4 separate regions of the Danio rerio genome follow, and regions 2, 3 and 4 are each linked to region 1. The links are chromatin contacts, called in public Hi-C and Micro-C maps. All regions are on one chromosome and are shown on one strand. Each heading gives the region's core, a stretch centred on a gene start, on an enhancer-like site or on the middle of the called end of the contact. The rest is flanking DNA. Distances are from core to core; before and after follow the strand shown.

Region 1 (2,700 bases), core at 53-2,552:
ATGGAAAAATACTCATGAATCATTTTTTTCTCTATAATTTTATTTACCAGTTAAAACCCACAATTTATGATAAAGAATAGCTGTTTAATGTGGTACAAAACACCATTGCTCGGGCGGGAATACAGTAAAGATCTTTAATGTATCACGGAGAGCTTAGACTGCTCAACAAACCAATGCTGGAGCCAAAAAAGAAAAAAAATCATTTCACGCGCTGGACTTTCATAAAAAGGTGCCATGGACGGGCGGTCACATTCATAACTACGCATCTCTCTCCCATAAACACATGTATTTTGTAGACCCGTCCCGCTTTCCTCCTTCTACAACCTGACTCATTGTCTGCAAGCAAGTCTGAGCTGTGGAGAAACATGCCCACCGCCGCCATGATCTCTTTGTTACAGACGGATCGAGCATTGCGACATGTCCACTAAAACGCCAAGTGTATTATCTCTTTCCCCCACGAATGCGTCTCTTCTTACCCGACACAGACTCGCCTCGTCACTCCCAGGCCTCCGGAGCTCCACTTTTATTTAGTCCGACACGTAAGAGACCGCGTCAGGCTACACCTCCGTCGCGTCACCGAGGACAACAACACAGAGAACGAGGGGGACGAAATACAGCCCTAATTCAGGATCGACAAGATCCGAGAGGTAGGCGGAACTTGCCGAACGTAGCACGAACCTACACGAACAGCCATCGAGCAGAGTCGAATTTACACGAGGTGTCTCTCCGTGACTGTTCACATGAGCATGCGTCAAATCCGTGCGCTACGATTGGCTGACTTTTGTCGTAATGAATATGAATAAATCTGTTCAAATGTACTACAGCAGGGGTTTTCAGCCTTTTAGAAGCCATCGAATCTGAAATTTGACAATTGGAAGAAAAATGATAATTTATAGTATTATTATATAATGTTTTATATAATTGTGTAATTGTTTAATACTTTATTAAAGGACAGTTTTCTTTTTGTTTTCACATAAATTTGTAGAAAAACTCCTGTATATATTTATTTATAATTGTCATTGGTATTATTATTATTAATTTATGATGTATTTCTTGTCATTAAATAATATTTAAATATTATTATTATTTTAAGTATTGATTTGTATATTATATATATACATTTTATCTTATTTTTAGATATTTTTATTTTAGTTTTTAGTTACGAGAACGACAGAGAGACCTTTGTTTTTGCGGCAGACATCTATGGGCGGTGCCAGTCAGTGTGATGTTACGACTGGATAGCTTCAATGCAACGTCACGTCAATGTTCACCAATTAAAATGAATAACTGATGCAGAAGAGCAGAAGTTCACCGCCTTCTTGTCAGGAACCAGGAAATAGTCATGATATTTTGATAGCCAACTCTCACTTGATAATAGTCATTGTGATATACTTAGTTTTCTTATTAGTTTCTTGGTCGGCGGAGTTTGTTGCAGTAATGACATCGTTATTCAAGAAAAAGACCGTAGATGGTAAGTTTCTTGCCGCCGCTTTGAGTGCTTGTTTGTTTGTCAAAGCCGCCCAAGCAACGCTCTCACGTCTATCAAAGACTGCGTTAGCAATTTCTGTCGTTTTATTTAATACATTAAATACGATTTGGGCTGTAGTTTGTACAAAGACGTGTCTTTGAATTGCTGCCATGACGTAAACATTTTACATTTGGCTTCTTTCGCTTGTGTCTTACAAATAATACTTAAGCATGTCGGTTTAAAATAAACTAATCCAGTAACGTTAGCTCTTAAAAGAAATCACTGTCCCTTTACGTTAATCGTTCCTCTGAACCTTGCTATGAAAGTAGTTCCAACACATTAATTTGTTATAACTGACTCAGACATTTTAGCATTATTAATTTATATGGCGATCGATAACTATGTCTCCTTCATTCTACAGATGTCATTAAAGAACAAAACAAAGAGCTGCGAGGAACGCAGAGACAAATTGCCAGAGACCGGACAGCACTGGAAAAACAGGAAAAGCAACTGGTGAGATTCCCCACCCATCAACGTGACGTCTATATACTCATGCCAAATGTTCTTCATTTACTGAGGTGTATGAGATCACGAGGTTATGACATTAATGTCACAGAGAGACAGTTTGTGGATATATTTTTAGAACTAACCGCACATGATCCCCTTTTAAGTTGATTTAAGGATTGTTTGTGCCAGCCAATAGCTAGTGGAATGTTTAAAACTTTTATTTATACCCACTCATTGTTTTAAAATTAGTGTTAACATAACTATTATAATGTTGGCGGGGAATCATGCCTTGTTATTTTTTTTGGGTTATAGATATCTGCTGTTGTTGCCAGAAATACACAGTTTGTCATCTTCCCTTTAAGTGTTTTGGGTACTGACAAATTGTTGCCGATACGTTTTATTTCAAGTAGTAATGTTCATTTACCTATAACATTATCTATTTGATAAAGCAAACTCTGCTTATAACTTTTATAAATACACATTTTTTTTGTAAAAAGTGGCCAAATTTAAAGCCACATGATGAAATGAGTTCTTCGTAAGGGGTCATGACCCTAAAATGTATGCATAGGTGGTGGAATAATCATAAAATCAGAAGAACAAACAAAGAAAGGTATGTTATCAAAAATAACAAAATAATTAAAAATGTTACTAAAAGCATATTTATTTACACATGAAAATTTTAGAAATAATTTTTGATATCAGAAATAGGTTTATTGAGAAAATTA
Region 2 (2,700 bases), core at 38-2,537, 170 kb before region 1:
TCTGTGACCTTAAAAGTATAATTGAAGATGTTATGCATTACTTTTCAGGACACTAAAAATTGTGATTCCTTTTTTATGTTTTATTATTTACCAAAATGAATTAGCACTATAAACTCTTTAAAAAGCTGGCTTGTCGTAAAACAACATTGGGTTCTTTTTTCCGATTAAGTTTAAGTTACATTTTTAACACAATTGTTGGGTTTGTTTATACTTGACCCAATGTAGGATTACAACAACCCACCATTTTTAGAGTATGCAGCAAAAATATTGTCATTCAGAAGCTTGCAAAAAGCTTTCAAAGCATCTTCAGAAGAATTAAATGCGTAACACAACCCATATAATATCTGATATCAGATATTGTATGTGTTGTGTTATGTTTTTTTAATAATCCATTTTTATATTACTATTCATGCAATATTGTATAATGTAATGTTTTAAAAGCCACATTAGGAAGTGTTTTGCTTATGATTTTGGTTACAGCTGGAGAACCAAAGTATATAAAATATTAACGTTAACACAGGTTTTCACCGTTTACAGCTACTGAATAATCATTTAAAGTTGTTAAAATCCAATTAAATAAACTGAATTGGGGGAAATCAGCATCTACTTCTGTAGCATGGATTTATATGTCATAACCTTTAGTCATACATTTAAAAACAGTATGTTACCAATATCGACTTACAAAAAGAAACATTAGCTTTGTGCTAAAAGTCCTCCTGCCATTCTTCCCAAGGGTTGGTGAGTCATGCAGTTTGTATGTGGAAAAATCACATTTCGTGTCAAGCCAACGTACCAAGGTCTTGGGTAACTCAAATCAACCTCTTTGTTCACCAGGGCAAAAAACTGCGCTAGTAGGCAACTGTGACTAATTTCCACATAAAAGCGACATAAACCAGCGACGTATAGAAGAACTGTCAAAAATCAGCTTCTTCTGTTACAGTTGTGATATTTTGGGAACAAGCGGTCCCAGTACGCAAACTGTTACAAGCGCTGTTACCAAAACAAAACGACAACACAAACGTTTAGACTGGAAACCATACCTTGCGCTTTGGTTGCTGCGAGACCTGCCAGCAGAAGTAAAATCCACGTGTATGAATTCATCATGCTGTAGAAAAGTATTAAATATTGTTTGTGTTTTTTGAGAGCTTTGAAACGCGCTAAAATTAGAAATTCTGGTAAGGAAAGTTCAGCAGTAAGATTTACTCACCCCTTTGAGTGACCCAAGCGAGCTCCAATTGCTATTCAGCAGTTCAGCGCTTTGCGTAGTTTAATTACAGATGATGTGCAGGAAAGAGAGAGTGTCCTCGCCACGCCCTACCTGCGCTCTTTTGGAGAGGGCGTGTGCTTGAAAAGAATTTAGAGTGTGCTGTTTCTTGTTCAAAGCAGATGATCTAAAGAACAATCTTTTTTATTTATTTATTTTTTTTTACTTCTTATTGTAAAGTTGTACGTTTATGTTCGATTTATGTTTTTTTTTTTTTTATGTTTGTTCTTGTTTTAAGCATATACACTTTGATGACAAAGTTGACTAAGAAAATTTGTTGTTTTACGAGACCAGATGATAGGTGGCGACAGACTCTAATAAAAAAGGTGAACTTGACAGCCAGTAGACATGATCTTTAAACTTTTGGAACATATTCATTCATTCATTCATTCATTCATTCATTCATTCATTCATTCATTCATTCATTCATGTGTGTATTTATTTTATTTTATTTTGTTATTTATTTTACAACATGTATGTATAATTTTTCATTTATTCATTTATCAATGTGTGTATTTTTTATCTGTTGTTGTTTGTTTATTTTACAACATGTTTATTACAACATGTTATTATTATTTACTCATTCATGTGTGTATTTGTTTTGTTAATAATGTTGTTTATTTCTTTTAACATGTTTGTATAATTATGCATTCATTGATTCATTTATCCATGTGTATATGTATTTGTTTTTTTGTTGTTTATTGATTTCACAACATGTTTGTATAATTATGCATTAATTCATTAACTCATTCGTGTGTGTATTTATTTTTTTTGTTCTTGTTTATTTATTTACAATATGTTTGTATATTCATTCATTCATTCATTCATTCATTCATTCATCCATGTCTATATTTATTTGTTTTTTGTTCTTGTTATTTATTTACAACATGTTTGTATAATCATTCATTCATTTTCTTGTCGGCTTAGTTTATTTCCTTTATTAATCCGGAGTCACCACAGAGGAATGAACCGTCAACTTATCCAGCAACTTTTTATGCAGCAGATGCACATCTAGCCGCAACCCATCTCTGTGAAACATCCACACAAGCATTTACACACACACTCTTACACTAGTGACAATTTAGCCTACCCTATTCACCTGTCTTTGGACTGTGGGGGGGAAAACAGAGCACCCAGAGAAAATCCACGCAAACGCAGGGAGAACATGCAAACTCCACACAGAAACGCCAGCCAAGCCGAGGCTCGAACCAGCGACCCAGCAATCTTCTTGCTGTGAAGGGACAGCACTACAGCACTACCTACTGCGCCACTGCTTCTACCTCATTCATTCATCCATTTATATATTTATTTGTTTTTTATTATTGTTTATTTATTTTACAACATGTTTGTATAATTATTCATTTATTAATTAATTCCTGTGTATATTCATTTTTTGTTATTTATTTTACAACTTTCTTGTATAGTTATTGATTGAT
Region 3 (2,700 bases), core at 93-2,592, 220 kb before region 1:
TTTGGCATTTCCCAAATCCATCATTCCAATGAACATTCGCAAACTGCATCACAAACTTGTATGCTATCAAAAACACTTCTGGAGCTTTAGTTAGAAACATAGTTCCTGGCTGTGTTCTATTCCCAGTTATCCCCCCTATTCTTTTAGATCATTCTAACTTTCAAATTTGCATTGATTAAAAAAAAAGCATTAAAGTCATCACGCAGGTGTAATTTAGTTTAAAAGATTTTTTTACATTACAGTTTTAGTGATCTTCATGACTACAAATGCACTCCCTTCACTGTGCATTTTGAAAACATTGATGTCATTTTGAACACAGCCATGGCTCATGATGAAAGCTAGGTGACCTATTATTTTAAAGCAGAATTTGCTACCTTCCAAAGCTTGTGAAAAAAAAAAAAAAAAAAAAAAAACAGCATATGGTAATCATTTAAATTTATAGTGGGTTATTTATCAAGTATTTGTACTGTATATGACATGGGCCTGTTGGTTAGAACATTTCTGCAGTGGTTTGCATGTGTCAAATTAAAAAAGAAATAATAATTTCCTAATAAATAATAAATATTAAATCTCATTTCTTAATAAATAGCCTTATTTATTTATTTATGTATTTATTTATTTATTTATTTATTCATTCATTTATTTATTTATTCATTTATTTATTTATGTATGTATTTATTGCTATATGATATTACAATACGTGTTAGGTATTGTAAGTGATTTTATATTTTAGACTAGAATATGGCCTATTCTGAAGAATATTTGTAAAGGTATCTTAGGCCCTATGTGTGCCGTTTACATATATTTCAATTAATATGAAAAGCGAGTGCATGTTTTTACCAAAAGTAATATTGGACTTTTTTATGCGTGTGCGTTTAAAACAATAAAAATTGCACAAAAAATTATGGAGTTCTTCACTAAAAAAGTTGTTACAACCCTGTTTAGAGTATCATTCAAACGACAGATTTGCAACAGAGAAACCACGGGTTTTGGGAACCACTCATCACTACATCATTCTTTTCCCAAACAATGCATCATACTTTGATAGTCCAGCCGCGGATTACATCGTTTTTTGGGAAACACACCCCTGAATGGTTGTTTCTGCAGAATAAAGCCTTTCTAACTTCACAAGCATGAATTTGTATTTAAATAATGCATTAGTAAATGTTGACCTATGAATAATCCTATTATATAACGATATTAATATCGTCCTTTTGTTAAATTAGAAACTCTCTTCAATATCTTGTGTGCTTGCATTATAAACAGCGCTCTGTGTGTTTGGCAGTCATGTGAACGGGTTAGTGTTGTCTTTGTGTTGTATGTGAGTCACTGTTGGGTGTGTCACAGACTGGTTTGAAAGCCCAGAGGAAGAGATACTTTTAAAGGAGTTGGAGTTGAGTCACAGAGAGACTCAGAACTGCGTAAGCTTATTTGTCACACTTCCTCATTTTTATTCTTAAACCTTCACATCGCTGGATAAACAGTGGATCCTGCAATACCACTTACTGTTTCCTCAGGCTTTTTAGAGGAGCTTATTGTCAGTGAATCCAAAGAGAGATCTTGGAGAGGTGTCTGTTCGGTGTGCTGGGCTTCAATGCTTTTCTTTTGGCTTTGTGGTGGAGAATGATGCGTCTGTGGGGGAACAAACTGCTGCGCTGACTAAAAAATAAATAAATAAATAAATAAATAAACATGATGATGAATGACTGACAGATTAATTATGTTTTGTATGACAATACTAGATGTTATATGTCCAAAAATAAATAAATAAATAAAACATAATTTAGAAGTAACTGACTAAGTACTGTTCTCATGTTTTGCGAAGTGACCGCAGTGTGAACAGTCATGTTGGATTCCATTTGACTTTTATAATCTTTGAGTGACATGCTGCAAACATCATCTACTCTTTAATAGCACACAGGGCTAATACTTTAGCACAAAAAGTTGGTTCTTCAATTTGGAAAAACAAACATGAGCACAAAACTGGCGCTAGTTAAATAATTATTAACCATTAACCTTTTAAAAATATGCATTGTTCAGTTAGATTTAACAACAGTGCACAGGGAAAGCATTCATAGCGCTTCCTTTTTCCACATTTTTTATGTTACAGCCTTATTCCAAAATGGATTAAATTCATTTATTTCCTCAAAATTCTACACACACTGCCCCATAATGACAATGTGGAAAAAAAAAGATTTTTATTAAAAATGAAATACCTGACAAATCACATGTACATAAGTATTCAAAGCCTTTGCTCAATGGGCAGTCCTGTTTTGGAGGTCTACAGACATTTTTTATTTATTTTTTTGTCTTCATGCTTGGTTTGTGCTTTGACATGCACTGTCAACCTTACAACCTTATATAGACAGGTGTATGCCTTTTCAAATCATGTCCAATCAACTGAATTTACCACAGATAAACTTCAATTAAGCTACTGAAACATCTCAAGAATGATCAAACAGAATGTACCTGAGCTCAAAGTATGTCCATAAAAGTTGCATAAAAAATAAATAAAACGCACAGGGCTATGCAAAACAGCTGTAATACATTTAATAAATTAATACATTAATAGAACCAAACATAAAAGACTACGATATGAAAATGATTTGAATTTAAAAATTAACAAATTTCATTAATCTTTGCTGAGTTCACCACACTATAGGGGTCAGAAAGATGCACACTGCACTTGTCATAAATCAC
Region 4 (2,700 bases), core at 147-2,646, 150 kb after region 1:
ACTGATGCCGAAAAACATTTTTTTTAACATTGATTTATTTACCTTTGGTTTAGTCCATCAGGTGTCGCCACAGCGGAATGAACCACCGATTTATCCTGCATATGTTTTACACAGCGGCAACCTAGCACTGGAAACACCCATACACACTCATACGGCCAATTTGGTTTATTCAATTTACCTGTACCCCATGTCTATGGACTGTGGGAGAAACTCTAGCACCCGGAGGAGAACATGCACTCCTCAGAAATGTCAACTGCTCCAGCTGGCACTCGAACCTGCGACCATCTTACTGTGAGATGACAGTGCACTGAGCTACCATGTCGCACATTTTAAAATCTTAGCATTTAAAACACTTCAACTTTATGCCATGAAATATTAACATCACTGTTAGAAGCTATAATTATGTAATTAAATTACTGTTATATTTAACATTGTAATAGGCCTAAGTGTTTAATAGATATAAACATTTAGTACTATTAAAAAAACAATTTCAACTACTAGACTGTAATATTTGTTCATCTTTTATTCTGTCTTAATGCACCATTTTAGGCATACTTTCATTTGAAGGGATTAAGAAACAATGAAATGAATAATAATTTGATGACACTGCACTCTTCACAATAGCTTCAAACTTAATAAAACAAACCTCGTCGAATTAATTAAGTCCTTCAGGGTTGTTTGTAACTTGCAGTGTGTTGGAACTTAATTCTGCACACTAAAGGCATTTTGTATAGTGTAGGCAGAAAACACTAGAAGTTAGTAGACTACTGGTTTTCTAGAAAGAAATGTTCTGTCTAGAATGTTCTGGTGTACAGCTACAGAGATAAAGAACAAAATCATATATATTTTTTTCCTGACTGAATACTTGAATACTCTGAACAAAACATAGCAACACACAAAACTCGAAATGTCTTTATGTTTGGCTATTATATGTGTTAAACTTTTGCAGTTTCAGCTGATAAACATTGCCTGTATTGCCAGCAATCAGCTTAGTCTAAGTTGATTAAAAAAGCTTTAGAAAATGTAGTTATTCTGCGTTTACATTCATTGTTCAACTTTCCAACCCTGACTATTTTACCAAAAGGCTAATGTGCATCAGTTATTTTGTATTTAAATATATTCTGTATTTACTGGCCAAATGGCTATGTGTAATATTTGTTTAGATTACATAATTAATTCGTAGTTTCTGAATACTTTCACTCTAACTCAACAATTACTTGAATGTTACTTGCGATTAAAAACACATAAAAAGAAAAAAAATATTTACAAATTATAAATTGTACTAAATAAAGGCCGTCAACCGACCATAATACCGATTGATACCGACCCTCAAACACAGAAAAACGGAACTAACATCACAACCCACATTTCCGGGGGAACTCAGTAAGAAGACGGACCGCGGAACAGTAGCTATGTAGTCAGAAATAAATTGCATCAATATCAATGTTTTCACCGAAATTATTCTGCATGTCAGGCAGTTCATTTCTCTTTCTGAAGTCTATTAAGTGTATTCTGTCCTCTTCATGTCATGGCCAAAACACAATCTCTAATACAGTAAGCGGACAAAACGTATTACATCTGTGATTTAAATACGACAAAACACATAACACTAACATAATACTACGATAACAACTGCAATTCAATATTTATAGAATTTTATATCAACTACGTATTTAGTAATCAGTAAATTATCATTTCTATATTACATTATATACATTTTAATACTTTTAATTAGTTTTAATATTTAATGGTTCTCCATTTCAGCAGCTTGCAGCACAATATATATCTAAACCCCAGAAGCAGCTTTGTGAGACTGTACTGAAGCATTTTGATAGACAGTACAGTGAAGAGCTTGGAGAGCAGTGGTGGAATGCAAGGTGGGTAATAGGATTTTTAATATCAATTAATGCTGTTAAAATTTTTATTCTTATTTAAATAATTTAAATTATTGTATTTTGATGTCAAAATTTTCATGAGAACATTTAAATGTATTTGCATTTAAATGGTTACTATTGGTGGTTCATTTCATTGTGTCAATCTTTTGCAAATAAATGACTAAGCTGAAGGAAAATGAATAAAGGAAAGGTTATAATTCTGGCCACCCTTTTAACTAAGGCTTGCTATGATTTTACCTTGTAATCAATGTTACTGCCTCAGATTGTCTAAGTCAGGCATGTCAAACTCTCTCTTGGAGGGCCGGTGTCCTGCAAAGTTTAGTTCCAACCCCAATCAGACACACCTGGGCAAGCTAATCAAGCTCTTACTAGGCTTTCTAGAAACATCCTTGCAGGTGTGTTTAGGCAAGTTGGATTTAAAATCTGCAGGACACCGGCATTCAAGGACCGAGTTTAGACACCCCTGGTCTAAGTGACAATCTCATAACTAGTTTACAAATCAATATAAATATTGAATATTTTCAGGGATGTGCTTCTGAATCCACTCTCATGGCAATATGGCGTCCTGCTTAATCGGTTCAGTGACCTTACAAACCTCAAGCAGTGTCTTGCGGAGCTCGGATACACAAACCTTCTTCAACAGACACATCCTGAATCCCATTCCCAAACAGCAGACATCCCTCTGCAGTGTTTCATTCACCCAGATCCAGTGCGTATTCCCACACAAAGCCACCACACAGGCTGGCTGAAGCAGTACTACCTCCTGAATGCAGCCTCTCTTCTCCCTGTACTGGCTTTGAATGTG

What was found. A called contact is a pair of places that touch in the nucleus more often than the background predicts.
Region 2: a contact with region 1 is called in a Micro-C map of caudal fin, with 6 times the contacts expected there. The contact joins the promoter of cd99 here to the promoter of chmp2bb in region 1. A contact is called at or near these places in 2 of 18 Hi-C or Micro-C datasets (caudal fin and an unstated tissue).
Region 3: a contact with region 1 is called in a Micro-C map of caudal fin, with 9 times the contacts expected there. The contact joins the enhancer-like site here to the promoter of chmp2bb in region 1. A contact is called at or near these places in 3 of 18 Hi-C or Micro-C datasets (caudal fin, hematopoietic stem cells and an unstated tissue) and 1 of 4 datasets of contacts at active chromatin or transcription factors (embryo).
Region 4: a contact with region 1 is called in a Hi-C map of hematopoietic stem cells, with 2.6 times the contacts expected there. The contact joins the promoter of nsun3 here to the promoter of chmp2bb in region 1. A contact is called at or near these places in 2 of 18 Hi-C or Micro-C datasets (caudal fin and hematopoietic stem cells).

Annotation. Positions count from the first base shown.
Region 1 is chr1:37,070,992-37,073,691 of GRCz12tu, forward strand. chmp2bb (charged multivesicular body protein 2Bb) reads left to right here and starts at 1,303. Exons shown (of 6, transcript NM_212904.2): 1 at 1,303-1,471; 2 at 1,890-1,981. The coding sequence starts at 1,438. It overlaps creb1a (cAMP responsive element binding protein 1a), which reads right to left and starts at 584. Exons shown (of 8, transcript NM_200909.1): 1 at 477-584.
Region 2 is chr1:36,896,441-36,899,140 of GRCz12tu, forward strand. It overlaps cd99 (CD99 molecule), which reads right to left and starts at 1,288. Exons shown (of 14, transcript NM_001431085.1): 1 at 1,208-1,288; 2 at 1,041-1,105. The coding sequence starts at 1,101.
Region 3 is chr1:36,853,794-36,856,493 of GRCz12tu, forward strand. gyg2 (glycogenin 2) reads right to left here. Exons shown (of 9, transcript NM_001145576.1): 7 at 1,507-1,659. Among named protein-coding and RNA genes, the nearest start is that of gyg2, 11 kb to the right of the region's middle. Within about 2 kb of position 1,343, at least 25 of the 62 cell types and tissues checked have an H3K27ac peak or open chromatin away from gene starts, as enhancers often do. A contact at or near this core is called in caudal fin, where this site is marked.
Region 4 is chr1:37,217,734-37,220,433 of GRCz12tu, forward strand. It overlaps nsun3 (NOP2/Sun RNA methyltransferase 3), which reads left to right and starts at 1,397. Exons shown (of 6, transcript NM_001431082.1): 1 at 1,397-1,554; 2 at 1,768-1,877; 3 at 2,421-2,700. The coding sequence starts at 1,444.